Linked DNA regions of Mus musculus: region 2 is linked to region 1. Evidence: chromatin contacts called from public Hi-C data. All regions are on one chromosome and are shown on one strand. The core of a region is the stretch at or near the end of the contact, and the rest is flanking DNA. Distances in the headings are between cores, read along the strand shown. Region 1 overlaps Gm39719 (a long non-coding RNA gene). Region 2 has its middle 21 kb from the start of Gm46248.

What was found. Hi-C and Micro-C count contacts between places; a contact is called where the count stands out from the background.
Region 2: a Hi-C map of Th2 cells shows a contact between it and region 1, with 5 times the contacts expected there. The contact joins two enhancer-like sites. A contact is called at or near these places in 1 of 39 promoter capture datasets (the C10 cell line), 3 of 484 Hi-C or Micro-C datasets (the N1E-115 cell line, Th2 cells and nephron progenitors) and 1 of 9 other capture datasets (embryonic stem cells).

Annotation. Positions count from the first base shown.
Region 1 is chr1:182,107,090-182,110,314 of GRCm38.p6, reverse strand. All of the region lies in intron 3 of Gm39719 (a long non-coding RNA gene), which reads right to left. Gm33725 (a long non-coding RNA gene) reads left to right here. Exons shown (of 3, transcript XR_373761.4): 3 at 401-1,110. Among named protein-coding and RNA genes, the nearest start is that of Gm39719, 12 kb to the right of the region's middle. Within about 2 kb of position 1,689, at least 102 of the 459 cell types and tissues checked have an H3K27ac peak or open chromatin away from gene starts, as enhancers often do. A contact at or near this core is called in Th2 cells, where this site is marked.
Region 2 is chr1:182,537,906-182,541,130 of GRCm38.p6, reverse strand. No RefSeq gene overlaps it. Among named protein-coding and RNA genes, the nearest start is that of Gm46248, 21 kb to the left of the region's middle. Within about 2 kb of position 1,615, at least 186 of the 459 cell types and tissues checked have an H3K27ac peak or open chromatin away from gene starts, as enhancers often do. A contact at or near this core is called in Th2 cells, where this site is marked.

The DNA of each region.
Region 1 (3,225 bases), core at 440-2,939:
AAGTATTCTACCAGTTGCCATGGCTATATCATCATCTAGCAGGGCTACACCATCTAGCAGGGCTACACCATCTAGCAGGGCTACACCATCTAGCAGGGCTACACCATCTAGCAGGGCTACACCATCTAGCAGGGTTACATCATCTAGCAGGGCTACACCATCTAGCAGGGTTACATCATCTAGCATGGCTACATCATCTAGCAGGGCTACATCTCTGGCACTGGGATTTTTTTTGTTCATGTTGCTTTGTTTTTCGTTTCCAGTGCTGCAGCTTGGACCTGTGGCCCCCTTGCCAAGCAAATGCTCTATCACTGAGCACCAACCCTAGCTCAGCGCTGGAATTTTTCTCTTCTAACTTCCTTCCTAACTTAGCTACCCCTGCATTTTTTTTTTTCAGCAGATAGTTACCGATCATGTACCCTGTACCAGATGCCATGCTTAGGGTCAAAGAAGGATCAAAACAAAAGCATCCTTGCCTCCGAGGGACTTGCTGAAGCCTGAAGAGCAGGTGCTTGCACGGAAGCATAAGTGGAGGGAAGTACAGTGACAAGGGGCCTAGGTCCAGCCGCCACGCCTGCAGAGCTCGATTCCTCTGCTGCATACAGGTGACAGTCCCTTGGACCAAGCTCCCAAGCACCAAGCACCTCAGTCTCCTCACGAAGAGTAGCAATAATGCTGATACCTACCTTGGTGTGTTATGAGGAACACAGTAGTTAAGGGATTCAAAATGCTTAGAACCAAGTCCATGAACAATGAGACTGGACATACTTGAGACGTTTGAGACGCTGCGGCATAACAGGACAAACTGGGGAAAGGACTGAAGAGGAAGAGACCCCATACTCATCCCAGGACTCTGGGATTCTGAAGATAGCCAGGAAGCTGTATTTGAGTCTCGGGTCGGCTGCAATGTATTTACTTGGGTTTTGAATACTCATGACCCTGCTTTGCTCCTCTGTAGAGATGGTGGAGTTTCCCCACCCCAGCCTCCCTGGGAGAAAGGGGAGAAAATGAGTGTTTACATCTCCTTTGTACCCGACACAGTTTTACTGTGAGAACTGAAAGAAAGAACGTGAGATGTATTTGAAAAATTAAAAATTTGTAAACTATAAATCATAGCCTTGCCAGGTATTCATGATTACATCTCGACTTCTCCATCTCTTGGGTGCGTCGTGCCGACGACTGAGAGATGAACGGAGAAAGCACTTTGGTCTGACGGGTAATCGCTGCTGGGACTGCGAAGGCAGCTCCTTGCAATGGTCCCTGCCTCCCTGTTTCTTCCTCTAGTAAAGCCTAGAGGCCTCTTTACAAGGAAAAACCAAAAGCAGAAAAAGTACAGTGAGATGTGCTGAGCTCCCGGAAGGCAGATAATGCTCTCAGAAATGAGGAACATGGGCATTTCTGAGAAAGAACCATGTCCCATCTGTACAGCAGGCTATTAGCCCTCTGCAAGGCTAACCCAGAACACAGCCTGAGCGTCTAGCCGAACTGAGCAAGGAGGGGAAAATCACCTTGACGTTTGTGCCCTTGCATGAGCCCTTTCCTAAAGACTCTGACAAGGGGTGAGGAGCTTGGGGTGAAAGGCTTGCAACAGACATGAAAGCCAGCAAGCAGAAGGAGGAGTCTACCCAGGGCAAGCAGAGGCACTGGGGTCTGTTCCAGAGACTGATGACTATGAGAGAGAGCCTGACACCACTTCCAGGAGATCTGCCAGGAAGTTGTGAAATGTAGCTTCCGGAGCCCTACCACAGAGCCAGGGAGGGTATGGGGGCAGCGAAGCTCTTGACGGTCCCGATGCTCTACATCTCTCTACGGAAGAGTCTGCTGGTTCTTCGGTTGTTTCTCCAGCTCCTCCAAACCTTCCTCCAGTCCCCTCAGTGGTTGTAAAACACCCCTGAGCTTCCGGATCTGCATGTTGCCTAAGTCCTGGCCTGAGCCTGAGCCTGAGCCTGAGCCACTGTAAGCTTGCTCAGTGTTCTCAGTTTATTTTACCAGGCTTTTGTGAGGATCCAACATCAAAGGAACTCTTTGCAACTTGTAAGATGCCTTTAATGGGAGAAATTGCTCCAGGCACAAAAAGGGAAAGCCCAGAGGACAGGAGTTGCCAAGCAGAGCCCTATAGACTTGGCGGGGACACAAAAAAGGAACTTTTCCATGGGTCTTCTTGGGGACCTTATGTCATTCAAGAATCCCAGACTCACAACATGTGTGAAAAGGAGTTTGCAAAGATCACAGAACTAACGGGTCTTCCTCTCTGGCCAGCATTTGCTCAATCAAGCCACCAGTTCAGATACCATGGTGGGTCCCCAGTATAGGGACCTTGTTTGTAGCAGGGTTTGTGTTTAAAACATGGCAGGGTCTTTACTCCTTATCTAGCAGGAGTGAGTAATCTGTTTGGGATATTTAATAAAAAGCAGACATTACCTCACTGGTGTCTTATCCAGGGCTGCTCCAGTCTTCCCATTAATTCCAGTGATTTGGGGTCTTTTGCCATGTTAAGCAGTATCAGGAGACACCCGAAACGCTTTGCTCTGGGTAAAGGGAGTCACAGAACACACATAGACAAACACACAGACACACAGAAACATTCACACACATGCACGTATCTGTGCGCATGGGGGAAGGAGTGTTTGTTTTCTTAATTTTAAGGACAAGACAGAAGAATTAAGACCTTAGCGTATCCCCCAAGTCATCTCGAATCTAATCAGCCCTAACCTGGTTTCTCTGTTCTCTCCTCCCCGAGGAATAAGCGGAGCTTCCTTTGTGAGCCCCCACTAACCCCAGGGAAGTGCTGGTGGAGTGAGTTGCTGGGGTTACCGGCTACAGACAGACTTCTCTAGAAGGATGGCTGTTCTCCAAGGAAGGTGTCGGAGAGATAGGCCTGGAGCAGAAGTCACTTGCTTTGTAAGCAGCGGCCTGAGCTACAGAATAAAGTAGGTCCCATGTCTCTCCCAGATATGGAAAAGGGTGCACTGATTTCTGAAGAGGGGCCGACTCCCTGAACAGCAGTGAGATCATACTTGGGCCACCTCATATAGGAAGACGTGATAGCACAATCCCAGGCCAGACAATGGTACATCTGTGCTTTCTGGTAGAAAAACCATTCAAACTTCCTCACTTCCAATATCATCTATTGGGTGACATGAAAAATAAAAAAACAAAAAACAAAAAACAAAAAACAAAACCCCTCAGCTTTAATTAGAAGCATCCTGATGTGATGATTTTGAA
Region 2 (3,225 bases), core at 366-2,865, 430 kb before region 1:
TCTTACATCCCTGTTTCTGATAGTAACGTTAATTATAGTGACTGGTTCTCCCCAAAGAGAGGGGAGAGTTGTGAAGGAAGGAGGACTAACTGGGAAGAAGGGGATCTGCAGAGTGAGGGAAGACCAGAGAGGGTAGTCATGGGGTCACACAATCAAAACACATGAACATGCAATAATAAAAGTCTGGTGTATAATTAACATGTGAAAATTGAAACCTTTAAGACAGAAAATAATAAGACATAGAGGGATCCAGAGGCTCCGGAGTGATGATCCTAAACTTGCCAGACATCAGACACTGGACAGACTCATCCATCTTCGGCTATTTGTAGCAGTGGACCCCAAAGGTCACGCCAGCATCCCACAAAGAAATCGTCTTTCCACTCCCTTTGCTGAGAACTTGCTCCACAGCCATGTCCTGAGTGATGTGCCTGAGAACCAATCCCCAAAGCATAGGGAAAGTAGTTACGGTTCGGCCTCCCAGGCTCCATACGGAGTGGCACCCTCCTGCTGCATGACTTTCTTACGGCTGCAGTGACAAATGGAGTGGCTCAAGAGCTGAAGGGTCCCAGTCAACCTCACTAGATTACATCCAGAGCTCCCCTGCATGCAGGAGTTCATGCACTTGCCACCCTCTGTGTTTAGACACTGACTGCATACTGTGGTTTATGGACTGCCTCTGCCTCGCATCGCTTCACTTCCTGGCCTCCTTTTTACCCTACAAAGTACCACAGTGCAGCTTTGGGAAATTAGGGTGTGGTCATCTTCAGGAAGCTGTTACTCAGCCTACCACAGTCCCCAAGCCTCAGCCAGCAGGGACAAACACAAAACGAAGGGTTCTTAGAGGCAGATTCCTGTGTGCATGTTAAAAGTAGAGGTAGACAGATTATAGGTAGATAATAGAGGATAGAAAGAGTGTAAGAGATAACAGATAGATAAATGGTAGATAAATGATAGAGACAGTGAGTGAGAGATGATAGATAAATGATAGATAATAGGTAGATTGTGATAGACTATAGACAGATATAATAGATGATAGATAATGATAGATTATTGATAGGCTATAATTGATTGATAGAGAGATGGTAGATGAATGATAGATAGATAGATAGATAGACAGATAATTAGGTAGATGAGTAGATTGTGATGATAGATGATAGATACATAGATAATGATAGATGATAGAAATATGAATAATAGATTGTAGATAGATGATGATACAAATAGATTATAGATATATAATAGTAAGATTATAGACAGACACATAGATAGATGATAAATTGATTATAGATACATACACATACATACATAGATCGGCTATGATGGACAATTGGTAAATGCATGAATAACAGAGACAGATATTACATACATATTGTGAAGGAGTTGGTATCAGCCAGAGGGCTTTGAAATCTGAATATTGATAAATACACCAGTGCACTTTGCTAATTTTAATTGCTTATGCTGGAAAGGCCTTTTAGGTAGAGATTTCTTTTCTGTACTGCTGACTTAATTTTTTTCTTGAAATAACATTACTATATTTTGCCACACGGTGGAGCCAACGAAACATCAAAGAGGCCTTTGCAGCCGCCATTTTGTCCTTTCTGACTGGTTGTGACATCATCCACCACCGACTGGTCCCTGCACGGTTTGGGTATTTAGAGGATTCATGTTTGCTCAGGCAATCTCAGGGAACTTTGCAGTTGTCTGTACTCAAAGAAACCGTCTGAGCTCCACACAAGAGTAAAGACAGAAGTTCTCTCCTGACAGCTGTCAGTGTGACTGGGATGAGAGCGCTGGGTGCCATTGTGAGGGAATAGGAGGTGGGTGTTGGCGTGGGGAGTGGGGGGTGGGGAAGATGCAGGGTGTCATTGTCATCAAGAAACCCAAGTCCTTCCCAGGTCTGCAGGAGAGGGAGTCAGCTGGGCTGGGGGTGTAGGAGATTGCTTCTGGCCAGAGCTTTGCTCCCAGGGGTGCATCTCCATGCCCTTGGCTCTCCTGTGACAGGGTCTATATTGATCCCTCTCCAACCACACCTATCACACAGGCTCCTTCCCTTTGATACACTGTCACAGGTCACCACATCATACACTCTTTGGCCTCTGTGTACCTGCAAGGTTCGCCTCTGGCCTCCACCAGCACCTACACAAAGATTCTTTGTGTGACCAAACTTTGGTCCGGCTCCTGAACCTCCTGAGTACTTCTGAGTACTTTTTTTTTTAAAAAGATATTTTCTTCATTTACAACTCAAATGCTATCCCAAAAGTCCCTTATACCTCCCCCCAACCCTGCTCTCCAACCCACCCATTCCTGCTTTCTGGCCCAGGTATTCCCCTGTATTGGGGCATATAATTTTTGTAAGACCAAGGGCCTCTCCTCCCAATGATGGCCGATTAGGCCATCTTCTGCTTCATATGCAGCTAGAGACATGAGCTCAGGGGATACTGGTTAGTTCATATTGTTGTTCCTCCTATAGGGTTATAGACCCCTTCAGCTCCTTGGGTACTTTCTCTAGCTCCTCCATTGGGAGCCATGTGTTCCATTCAATAGATGACTGTGAGCATCCACTTCTATATTTGTCAGGCACTGGCATAGCCTCACTAGAGTCAGCTACATCAGGGTCCTGTCGGCAAAACTTGCTGGCATATGCAATAGTGTCTGCGTTTGGTGGTTGATTATGTAACGGATCCCTGAATAGGGCAGTCTCTGCATGGTCCTTCTGCAAGAGCAAAACCCCAACTGTAACAACAAAAATAACAGGAAGCAATAATTACTTTTCTTTAATATCTCTTAATATCAATGGACTCAATTCCCCAATAAAAAGACAGACAAACAGACTGGCTACGTAAACAGGACCCAACATTTTGCTGCATACAGGAAACACATGTCAGAGACAAAGACAGACACTACCTCAGAGTAAAAGGCTGGAAAACAATTTTTCAAGCAAATGGTCCAAAGAAACAAGCTGGAGTAGCCATCCTAATATAGAATAAAATCGACTTCCAACCCAAAGTTATCAAAAAAGACAAGGAGGGGCACTTCATACTCATCAAAGGTAAAATCTTCCAAGATGAACTCTCAATTCTGAGTACTTTTAACAAAGAACTCTATTAAGTCACCTTAATATGCCCATTCTCAGGACAGCCAGAATTTAAGGTGCTTGCTGGCATGCCCGACAACCTCAGCTCCATCCCTGGAACAGTGGTTCTCACCCTTTAGTACAGTTAGCTC